Regions from separate parts of the Mus musculus genome. Here all the other regions are linked to region 3. A link is a contact called in public HiChIP or PLAC-seq data. All regions are on one chromosome and are shown on one strand. The core of a region is the stretch at or near the end of the contact, and the rest is flanking DNA. Distances in the headings are between cores, read along the strand shown. Region 1 overlaps Mindy3 (MINDY lysine 48 deubiquitinase 3). Region 2 overlaps Itga8 (integrin alpha 8). Region 3 holds the start of Rbm17 (RNA binding motif protein 17).

The links. HiChIP or PLAC-seq counts read pairs in DNA pulled down with a chosen protein or histone mark.
Region 1: an H3K4me3 HiChIP or PLAC-seq map of bone marrow-derived macrophages shows a contact between it and region 3, with 4 times the contacts expected there. The contact joins the enhancer-like site here to the promoter of Rbm17 in region 3. A contact is called at or near these places in 1 of 39 promoter capture datasets (cranial neural crest) and 2 of 115 datasets of contacts at active chromatin or transcription factors (bone marrow-derived macrophages and embryonic stem cells).
Region 2: a contact with region 3 is called in an H3K4me3 HiChIP or PLAC-seq map of bone marrow-derived macrophages, with 6 times the contacts expected there. The contact joins the enhancer-like site here to the promoter of Rbm17 in region 3. A contact is called at or near these places in 1 of 39 promoter capture datasets (pre-B cells), 1 of 15 datasets of contacts at CTCF or cohesin (large pre-B cells), 2 of 484 Hi-C or Micro-C datasets (B cells and pro-B cells) and 4 of 115 datasets of contacts at active chromatin or transcription factors (T-cell acute lymphoblastic leukemia, bone marrow-derived macrophages, large pre-B cells and 1 more).

The regions. Positions count from the first base shown.
Region 1 is chr2:12,381,533-12,385,435 of GRCm38.p6, reverse strand. Mindy3 (MINDY lysine 48 deubiquitinase 3) reads left to right here. Exons shown (of 15, transcript NM_024185.4): 10 at 3,253-3,333. Among named protein-coding and RNA genes, the nearest start is that of Mindy3, 36 kb to the left of the region's middle. Within about 2 kb of position 2,590, at least 35 of the 459 cell types and tissues checked have an H3K27ac peak or open chromatin away from gene starts, as enhancers often do. A contact at or near this core is called in bone marrow-derived macrophages, where this site is marked.
Region 2 is chr2:12,278,541-12,282,188 of GRCm38.p6, reverse strand. The region is part of intron 2 of Itga8 (integrin alpha 8); the gene reads left to right. Among named protein-coding and RNA genes, the nearest start is that of E030013I19Rik, 21 kb to the left of the region's middle. Within about 2 kb of position 1,333, at least 4 of the 459 cell types and tissues checked have an H3K27ac peak or open chromatin away from gene starts, as enhancers often do. A contact at or near this core is called in bone marrow-derived macrophages, where this site is marked.
Region 3 is chr2:11,600,856-11,604,639 of GRCm38.p6, reverse strand. Rbm17 (RNA binding motif protein 17) reads left to right here and starts at 1,441. Exons shown (of 12, transcript NM_152824.1): 1 at 1,441-1,555.

The sequences.
Region 1 (3,903 bases), core at 1,341-3,840, 780 kb before region 3:
TTACTTTTTTTTGTTGCTCTGATAAAATAACCTGACCAAAGAAACTAGAGAAGGAAGAATTTATTTTGACTTATAGCTCCAGAGGGTTAGAGTCCATCATGTCAGGGACTACACTCTATGGTGGGAAGAATAGGAAGCAGAGAGAGAACAGGAAGTGGGCCAAAGGTTATAACCTCTAAATCTCGCTTCCAGTGATGTACATCCTTCAGCAATGTTCTACCTCCTAAGATTTGATAAACTCCCAGACAGCACCCCTGACTGGGGGCCAGGTGCTCAGATATGTGTACTCAGGGGGCTGGTTCTCTTTTAAACCCCATAGCCATGTTGTGTAAATCTTCAACTGGATCCTATCTTCTCAGTCAGTGTTGTTCCCTCCATTGCCCCGTTCCAGCCACATTGGGGGTCTGCCATTTCCCAGTCTCCCATCTCGTTACATAAATGGTTGACTTGTCCCTTGGGTTGATTTTAAGTTGTGTCAGAAGAAGTATTTCCTGACATTTCCTCAGTTACTCTCCAGATTTGGTTGTGAGCCTAGCCTTTGAGGGCTGAGCCATCTCTGCAGCCTGCCCCAGCTCCTCTTTCACATTATTTGTGAGGAATGACTCCTCTATGGTGACTCTTTTTTTTTAAATCTCTTCCCCAATGGTATTAGACTTTTACAGGATTATTCTAATGCTCTGATGCAAGGTTGCTTATAAATGAGAGATAAAGAGAGCTGACAATCAAACCACCAATGGCTTTCACTTGGGAACTGGGTACCAGCAAATTGGAGCTGCAGGCACAGATTCTACATGGCAAGAGGGGTGGAACTAGCTTGGTTCCCTAGGCTGTCATGATGTGCTGATTTGAATAATTCCAGTGGGCTCTGTGCCATAAGACTGTAACCATGTCTGGTACCTGACATATGGGCAAATAGACTGATCTGGAGTATGAGGAGCATGAAGAGAATGAATTGGTATCAGTTTTATCAGCTATCCTTAAAGGAGACTGACTAGTTTATAACCTGGACATCAAACCCAATAGTCGGTGTCTAAAATGCTATAGGTAACCTCAGCAGTATGCAAGTTCTCAGCCAACACGTATTTACTTACGTTTCACCAGATAATTAGGGGAATGGCACAAAGGGAATGAATTATGTTTGAATAAATGTTATAAATCTAAACATTTCTCCATTCTCTGAGAGTGGAACAGATTGCTTTCTAATAATGACACTATCATTTAATTTATTTTCAGCATATATATTTAGGTACATAAATGAAGCAATACCTATTTATAACCTTTCTACACACACATGCACACACCAATAAAGAATGATGCTTTTAGCGGTGTGTTTAAAAATAAGAAAGCATAACTTATATCTCATAAAGATCACCATTTTGGATGTATATGGTTCTGTGGATGTTGCTATATTTGTAAAGCTGTGCAACCATCGTCCTTACCTAGTTCTGGAAGGTTTTCCTCACATACACACACCCCACTCCCCCAAGAGTAGGTCTAACCGGGCAGCCACTCCTTCTTCCTCACACCAGAAATCACAGTTCAACTTTCTGGCTCTGTGGGTTCCTTCACCTGTGTATTAGTAATTTCTTTCTTTCTATGTTGAGACCACTCTTGTTTTATAGTGTATCAATCTGTTTCCACCCATTAACTCATAGATGTTTCAAACTATACATTAAAAAAAAAACAAAATCCTGTTCCTATTGTAAAACTTTAAATGTAATTTGTCCTGAAGAATAGAGTAGCTAGAGTCTTCTCTATTCATTCTCTCTCTCTCTCTCTCTCTCTCTCTCTCTCTCTGCCTTTATAAGGAGGCTTTATCATTAATTATTTACCTTAGTAGTCTCAGGAAGAAGAACAGATTAGCCTAGTCTAACATGATTTGCAGAAGCAATTGTTCTGATTGCTAAGAACTTAATTTGGGTGTTTTTAATACTTAGCCATCTAACCCTTTGAACATAATTCAGAACTATGCATCAGCCTCTCCTTTTCCCTTTACGGCCACACCTACCTCCCTTCATTATGGAAATATCTTCATGATTCATATTTAAGACTTCAGAGTGATAATTTCCAATTTTAGCTGTTATAAATACTGCTACTGTGAACATTTGTCCACATATTATTTTTATAGCCATATGTTTTTACATTATGGTGTACTCAGGATTAAATTGCCTGGCCACACGGTAATTCTATTCAGCTATTAGAGCACTTTGATTTCCAAAATAAGGACAATGTTGTGTACTGTGGTGACTGATTTTATGATCAAATGCACCATTAGTTCAGCGGTTTCAACTATAACATTTTACACCCCCCTTTTAAACCTCTACCTTAAGTGAAGCACACTTGCCTTTTCTAAGAGAAATTAAGCAGCAGCTAGAATGTCCAGTCTGTGACTCAGTCTAGGTGCCCGGGCAACTGTTTGTGATTCTAGCTCTGCAGTTGGTGCTTAAGTTCAGCCAGGCCCTGCCTGCCACCATGCACCTCTCTGTACTCTCTCAAGCGAGGTCTCTTGTTGCTCAGCTCCACAGCCACATCGACTAACTGAGCAGCTGCCCTTTCCTCACTCATTTCCTCTCCACTGCCCTCAAAGGAGCCTTCCTATTTGGTGGGCATTCTGTTGCATGTTAGCGCAGCTGACTCATCCCTGCTTTCATAGGGCAAGGGAACTAAGTTTTCTGCCATGAATACAAGAGTTCCTGTTTTCCACCTCATGGTGAGAGTAAATTCCCAAGGGCTGTTGTGCTGCTAAAATAGGGGCTGCTGGCTAAATAGAAAAGGATAATGTGCCCTGAGTGCTGTAGGTCATTTCTTACAGTTTCCCAGTCTGAGGAGGAAAAGCAAAGGAGATTGCGAAGATTCATTGTTTTCAAAGGAAGTGTCCTCATGGAAGTGTAGAGTCAGTTGGTGTAAACATGATAGGCTGTGTAAATCTGTCTTATGTGCTCAAAATTAAACTTTTTCTCAGTCACAAATGAAGTGCTTAGAAGCTTTGTGGCACAATCTTATATAGGATTTCTTGATCTAAAGTCCTCATTTCCAGCTGTGACACATGTGTATGTAAGATCTGCATTGCAGTGTCTGGTTTAAAGATGCAGTATAAGCTTAGACACAGGTCCTGTCTGCACTTACCATCTAACCTCTGTGGTAAGAAGTGTTAATGAACGCCTGTTATGTTTCACATATTTCTGCACAAATATTTAAGGGACAGCATAAAATCTTTCATTTATTTGTTTTACTTTGCTGAATTTATTCTAGGTTGGTTCTTACTTGAAATCTCCAAAATTCCCTATTTGGATTGTTGGCAGCGAAACTCACCTCACCGTATTTTTTGCCAAGGTATGCTTATAGGGGACTTTTTTTTTTCCACAATGATATTAGCCAAACAAGTAATATTGTGAGTCCATATTTAGTTTGATCTTTGTGCAGATGAAAATCCAGCCAGTAATAAATGGAATGTTTCCCAGAAATCTTATCAGTTCACACTACAGAAAACACTGTTGCTTTGCTCTGGGGTTGGAGTCACCTCAGTGAAGTCCTTCCTGACTCCATTACATGTCTTTATCTCTGCTGACTCAAGAGCTCTGGCTTTTGATTTTGTTTAGAAGTTGCTGAGATGTGGAAGAAACCATTTTAGTTTTATTTTAGATTCTTACATAAAATGGTTTCTAAATCTTTCTTTTTAACAAGACGTAATATTTTCCACAGTGGGGTGGTAAAAGCTTTGGCATCAAACACCTTCATTTAAACCCTAGTTTCTTTGCAACATCTCTTGGGCTCTTTTCCTCTGTGTTTACAGTAGGGCTTTTTAACAGTACCTAGGTCTTAGAAGTGCTGTCAGCCTTAAATCTAAGATATTTAGTGGTGTCTAGCACAAGACAAGTGCTCATTACTCTATGAAAAGTTTTC
Region 2 (3,648 bases), core at 84-2,583, 680 kb before region 3:
AAGGGGGATTATTCACAGCCCAGAAAGTAGAACAGGCTGTTTGCTGACAGAAATCTGTATTTCTCAGCTTGGCTCCCTGTCTTTTCAGGGTATCTTCAGGTTTGTCTACACTCCCAAATTACAGAAATAAATTAAAAGGAAATGCAAAGGGTGAACCTCTCTGTCTCTCATCCTATTTACCTCTCTCCCTTCTTCCTTCCTTGCTTCGCTTCTTTCCTCTCCAACATGCACATACTTACTTTTTCAACAACAATAAATTGAACTGAATAATTTATTCTGGGAAACTTCTGAATAAATGCATGGAAACTGAATTATTCAATCAATAAATACTTATGGACAACTTACAGTGTGCTGTCAATAATTCAAGAATTGAAGACTGCAGAGGAGAGACAGGATGTCTCTATGTGTGGAATTAATGTACTTTATCAAGGGGAAACCAATACATGGGAAAACTAGCATACTATCTCAGACAGTGGTTAGTGCTATTACAAAAAGGATGACAAGATAGTCACAGAGTCAGGTGATTTAGGAACCTGTTTCTTGGGGAGATGGGTATTTTAACTTTCACTTGAGCAATTAAGAGGGGAGCTCTCTCAGGGCTGAATAGCACAGTGGGTAGAAAATTTCAGAGAATGGGAAAAGCAATGGAAGTAAGGAAGCCTTAAAGACTAGGCATGTTCACAGGAGAGGGCATCACTGTGTCTTTCTCATAACAAAATCCACAGACTGAGGTTGTTTGAGACCACCTGGAGGCTATGCTGTCCCCTAGGACATGTAAGGACTGTTTTGTTTGTTTTTCTCCTTCTCCTCCTCTCTTGTTGTTGTTGTTGTTGTTGTTGTTGTTGTTGTTGTTGTTCTTCTTCTTCTTCTTCTTCTTCTTCTTCTTCTTCTTCTTCTTCTTCTCTTTTTCTTCTTCTTCTTCTTCCTCTTCTTCTCCTTCTTCTTTCTCCATAGATAAAATAACCATCATTGAGCAAATAGAGATTAATTGTTCAGTATGTGGTTGACATGGTTTGAATGTGTTCCACAGACTCAAGTGTCTAACACTCTAACCAATAGAGCACAGTAAAGAGAGCTTGTAGAAGTTTTAGGAGATGGGGATGGCAGGAAGAGGTTGGCTCCTGGGGGCAGGGGACTTTGAAAGTATAGCCAAGCCCTAGTTCTAGTCTCATGCAGTATGGTTCTTCACTGATGGGATGTGAATAGCCAAGTCACTTGACCTGGACTAGGCTCCTGCTGTTAACATGGCTTCTTCATCAGATACTGAATGGAAATCAGTGTCTCTTCCCTCCTGTGGCTTCTGTCAGTTATTTGGTCACAGTGGAAAGAAAAGGAAGTAACCCAATGTTGTTGAGACACATGGCTCTACGTGTCAGACTAAGCACAGCAACTCTACCACAGAGTGTAAGGATGAGTTCTGCATGTATAGTAAGCTCCATAAAGTTAAAAGACAAGAGAGAGAGAGAGAGAGAGAGAGAGAGAGAGAGAGAGAGAGAGAGAGAAGAGAGAGAGAGGGAGAGAGAGAGAGAGAGAGAGAGAGAGAGAGAGAGAGAGAGGGAGAGGGAGAGAGAGAGGAGAGAGATGTTTCCAACATATAAAATGATAGAAATCAATACTATATAACCAGTTATACAATCAGTAGAGTCAACATGTAAACAAGAAGATAAGCAAATGATATAAATGAGAAATTAATAGGGAGGGATGAATGGTCTACAAACATAAAAAGGTGATCAAAGATACTAATATTAAAGGAGCATAAAAACAAACAAATAACAACAAATCTGAGACACTGTTTCCCAGCCCAGTGGCTGGGAAACCCTTAATTGTCCTGAATAACGGACACTCCACCCCACCCTCTGATGAAACGGATTTTATAAGACTGCTCAGTGCCCACATATTTATTAATATCAAAATAAAAAGAAATAAAGACTTCTAGCCAAGTGAGATGGATACCCAAAACACACATGGCTATCTAATGGGATATAATACTACATAAGAATTAATAGGAATGAATTTGATTTATCTGTTGGCCAATCTATCCACCTGTCCACCAATGTAACTATCTACGTTTCTAGATACCTGTGTGTCTGTCTATACAGTTACCCCTTTATGGCTGTCTCTTACAGACTAGTTAAATGTGAAACACAAACACATTCAGCTACCTAAAGATCACAAAATGCTGTTTATCAATTTAAAAATATTCTGTCAAATGTTGGCAAACTACAACTAGATTTTGAACTATCTTTTCTTTCTATATTATTATTACACAGCCTGTAAGCTATGTATACTTTCAAAGTTTTAACTGGCTAACAATTTAAAGAATATTTTATTACACATAAAAATCATATGGAATTTCAGTTTCTGTGCCCATACATAAAATTCTTTGAGACTCAGCCACACCCAGTTTCCTCTGTCCTGTCTGTCATTTGATTTCACTATGAGTGTGTGCTTGGGCAGTTGTAACAGACTGTGGAAGATAGCAGTACCTGAAACATTTGTTGTCTGGCCCTTGACAGATACAGAGTCTGGATATATATTGTTCATGAAATTATTTACGTGCTTGTGCATGTATGTGTGAGTGCACACAGAGGCCAGAGCTCAATGTCAGCTGTCTTCTTTGTTCTTCACCTTACGTTTTTGAGACAGGGTCTCACTGAACCTGAAGCTCACTGATGTGGCTAAACTAGCTAGCCCAAGGATGTTCTTATTTCTCTCTCCTCAGTGCTGGGGTTACACGGGCTTGCAACCCCATCTGGCTTTGGTGTGGGTAATGGGGATCAAATTCAGTTCATTATGCCTGCAGGCTAGCCTTTTATTGACTGAGCTCTGTTCTTAGCTCTAGTATTATTTTACACACACACACACACACACACACACACACACACACACACAATTCGTGATGCTGACACATCTAGAGGAGGAAGTTTGGATGGGTAGAAAAGGAACTGTGATGTTTATGTATGTGAGAAATCTGAGACATTTTCAATTCTGTCCTGTGTGAACACGAGTGTGTGCTATATGGTCTCTGTACTTTTTCATACTAACTTTGTTGTTCTTTATAACTGAAAGATGCCCCCAGCTATGTATCTACATTTTATCTAAATTCTTCTACTGGTGGACAGTTAGTTAGGTTAGGACTATAACTTAGCTGCTGTGAATCATGCTGCAGGAATTTACAAGTGTCTTTGTGATGTGATGTGTCCCTTGGGTGAATACACAGGAGTGGTACAAACTTGGTCATACCAGTTTACTGACATGTTCTGTATAATAATGATGTATTCTCATTTCTTGGAGGAACCCCCATACTGTTTTCCATGGTGACTGAATTAGTTTATATGCCCATTAGCAGTGTATAAGAATTTCCATTTGCATAGGGCTTCCTATTGAATTTCTGTCTTCTGTGTACTGGTTTCAGAGTTCTTTATATATTAATTGCATTGTTGCTTCTTTTGAGAAAAGTTACATAAAATTTTACTTATTTATTAACCTTGTAAGTGGACTCCTGCCACTTGGGAAACTTTAAATTGCATACAGTGACTTGAAAGGTGTTTCCTAATTTTGGACTTTGTTTCACCTGTCTTTTGTAATCTTAGAGAGTTATTAAGATGGAGTGGTCTTTTTCATGTCTGTGCAGTGGACAACACTCTG
Region 3 (3,784 bases), core at 192-2,691:
GGCTGTCCTGGAACTCACTCTGTAGACCAGGCTGGCCTCGAACTCAGAAATCCCCCTGCCTCTGCCTCCCGAGTGCTGGGATTAAAGGCGTGTGCCACCACGCCTGGCACTTTCAGAATTATTTGAACACTTTCTTGTAAATCAGATTATAATGTTGGTGTGTTCACTTGTGTAAGGTCCACCTCCACAGTTTTATGATGGCTATTCCTGGTTTTCAACTCGACTACATCTGGAATGAACTACAATCCAGAAATGGAGGGCACACAGGATCTTGAGGCTGGAAGACACAGGCTGCTGACCCAGATCTTGACATGGAGATCATGAGACAGCCCAGGCAAGGTAGTGCACAACTTTAATCCCAGGACACTGAGGCAAGCAGTTCTCTGAGTTCAAGGCCAGCCTGGGACAAAGCAAGTTCCGGATCCAGGTGTGGAACTTGAGGACATAAAGACATTGGGAGAAAGAAGATTGACTCACTCCTCGTCACCTTCTTGCACTTACTTGACAGCATCTCTGTTGGAACCGATTTCTTCAGATTGTAGCTTAGACAGAAGACCAGATGAAACAACCTACTTCGTGGGACAGAGCAACTACTAGATTCTTGGGTTTCCCATTCACAGCTGCCCATTGTCAGGTTAGTTGGACTGCAGAGTGTAAATCATTGCAATAAATTCATTTAATATATATAGACAGTCTATAGGTCCTCTGACTATAGAGAACCCTGACTGATACATTTTTCAGCTTGAATTCACCACCACCACCACCCTTTGCGGGGGGGGGGGGGGGTTGTTGTTATTGTTGCTGTTTTTCAAAATAGGGTTTCTGTGTAGTCCTGGCTGTCCTGGAACTCACTATATAGACCAGGCAGGCTTTGAACTCAGAAATCTCTGTCTCTGCCTCTCAAGGGCTGAGATTAAAGGCATGGGTCACAACTGTCCAGCTATAGCTTGAAATAATTTTTACATGCAACCAAAAATATGGGGAAAACATATTTACACAAAGCCCTGGTTTCTCTGACCTTTCTTTTGCCATTTGCTGCATTTTTATTCCAAGCGAGCAAGGTTTATAGTGTTTACATTCTTTCTCTGAAGACCTAGCTCAGTGTGTGTTTTTAATGCTATTAGATTCTGCAACATCTCGCCTGCAAATTTATTTCCACCATTTAGTATATAAGGGAATAGTTGGGAGTGAATACCTGGAGCCTAGTAGGGGATTCGGCTCCTACTCCAAGGTCAGAAGGCACATGAATCTCGAAACCTTGTGCCAATGGCGCCATCTCTTGGCCGGCAGAGAGGAGATGCAATGTAGTCCTCCCGTCAGCAGGGTGCAGTGCGAGCCGGAGAGTGCAGCTTTGCTTCCGCGAGTCACACGCAGGCGCAGACGTGGACTCCCGGCAGCCTCCGCTCTCTTACCCCGCGCGGTGCATCCCTTTGCGGACTCCGTGGAGGCTCGGCGCTGCGGCGGACTCCGGCGGTGGGCGGGCTTCCGCGCAGGGCGGCCGGGCTCCGCGCTGCCGCCGCCGTGGCCCATGGGCACAATCGTCTCGGAAGGCCGGGTGAGTGGCGCCGCGGCGGCCCTGGCAGGCGGTCTGATCCGGAACGTAGACTCGGGTGTGCGCGCCTTCACGGATGCGCTGGACGCGAGGCCGCGGCTCTAGGCCGCGCCGTGAGGGGCGCGGGGATGCGGGCGGGGCACCCCGAGCTGCCCGGGGGGTTCCCAGCCCTCCACGTTGGGCTCCTTCAGCCTGCCACGTTCCACCGGGCCACCTAGATCCCCCCTTCACCAGTCCCGATCCTCTTGACAGTGAAGAAAGTACCTTTCTCCTCTTCATGGCCCATGCCCAGACCAAGTTGTTGGGTCGCAAGACCGCAGTAACCCAGACTGCGTCGGGCCTCAGGAATGGAGAAGCCAAAACACAAACCCCAAAACTTGTTTCCTTCCAGAGCACCTGAAGTGAAGGTTGAGGCCGTTGTCTCACCGGGACAGAGAGTGTCTGTTGTAACCCCCGGCATGCTCAGGCCTGCGCTAAGGGGAGTTTTAGCGTTCATGTCCCTCCGCTAGCTTTCGAGCTTCTTCTGCTTGGACCAGTTGTGCTCTGAATGAGTGCTGCAAGCTCAGTAAGGTGCTTCTCCAGGGGTTAGATCTCTAAGAAGCTCGTTGGAAAACCCAGGCCTGGATTGATCCGAAGAACCAGATTACAAGCTGGAAAGACCTGGAAGAGGAGTTTTATTACAAGTGGAAAGGCTGCACCTATGAGGAAGAGGGAAAGCAAGAGCAGAGAAGCGCTGTAGAGTATTCTGCAGTTTAAGGCTGTGACAGAGGATGAAGAGGGACTTAGAAGGGTGATCAGTCAGACCTTCCTTTGAGAAGTCAGGAAGGGGGGACCATTGACATAAGTTCTTGTTATAATTCTGCTTGTTCTGGGAATAGGTGAGGCCTGTCTCTCTGCAACAGGTGGCTCTTTTAAATCATGGGGACACATTTATACTGGGCTGAGCTGTAAACATTTCGAGATAACAAATTTTAGTAAATATGAGTAATGGAGCCCAGGGTGGCAATATGTCTGGAATTCCAGTGCTTGGAAGGTGCAGGCAGGAGATTAAGAGTTCCGAGGACAAGCCACACGTGGAAATCACATGTGTGATTTCCTACAGGCGTCATTTTTCTCCTACCATATGGGTTCTTGTTGACCCCCTGATTTGTTATTATGTACCTCCTCCCCCCCACCACCTGTCCCCCGCATAAATTTTTCACACATCTTTCCAACAGGGAAGAGTTCCCTCTAGTAGGTCATTCTACAAGTCTTTCAGAACAGTAGAGAAATCTGCTGCGCTGTTTGCTTTAGTTACTCTGGTTAGTTTGTTTTTAACAGTCCCTGGCCAATGGTATCTTGGTAATACGGATGGGAAATGTGAACTATCAGAGATGGCATAGCTACACACGGAAGGGTATAAATGATTCGGTAAAACATCATTAAGTCCTGAGTATAAGATATGATTGTGGTGTGGATCAAGCTAACAGAGGTAGACTTTTAGACTTGTGATGGTTACTCTTGGTTAGCTACATCTGGAATCTACTAAAACCCAATGGCTGGCCACACCTGTGAGGGATTTTTATTTATTTATGGACAGGGTTTCACCTGTGAGGGATTTTATTTATTTATGGACAGGGTTTCTTTTTGTAACAGCCCTGGCCCTCCTGGGACTCATCGATGGTTCTGAGCCACCATTACAGGTGGTTGTTGGAAACTGAACTCAGGACCTCTGGAAGAGCAACCAGTACTCCTACCCACTGAGCCATCTCTTTGGCACCTGGAACTTTATAGTTAATAATGCCCCACATAGAGAGCTTCCGTCTTACTCCATTATCAGTTCTATAACTGAAGGATTTGACTCATAAGTCAGTTCACCATAGTCTTTTAGATTGAGAATTAATTCTAGGCTGGACATAGTGGCATATCCCAGCACTCAAGAGGTGTAGGAAAGAGTCACAAGTTCAAAGCCAACCTCGTCTTTGTGATAAGTTCAAGGCCAGCCTGAGCTACATGAGAGCCCTGAGGACTTTTGTTTGTTTGTTTTTTCTTTTTTAGTTTTTTGAGAGGGTTTCTCTGTATAGTTCTGACTGTCCTGGAACTCACTTTGTAGACCAGGCTGGCCTCAGAAATCCGCCTGCCTCTGCCTCCCAAGTGCTGGGTTTAAAGGCGCGTGCCACCACGCCAGGCTGAGGACTGTTTTTAAACTAGTGCCTAAGTATAGTTTTGCAGATTAGAAAGAACCCTGCATTT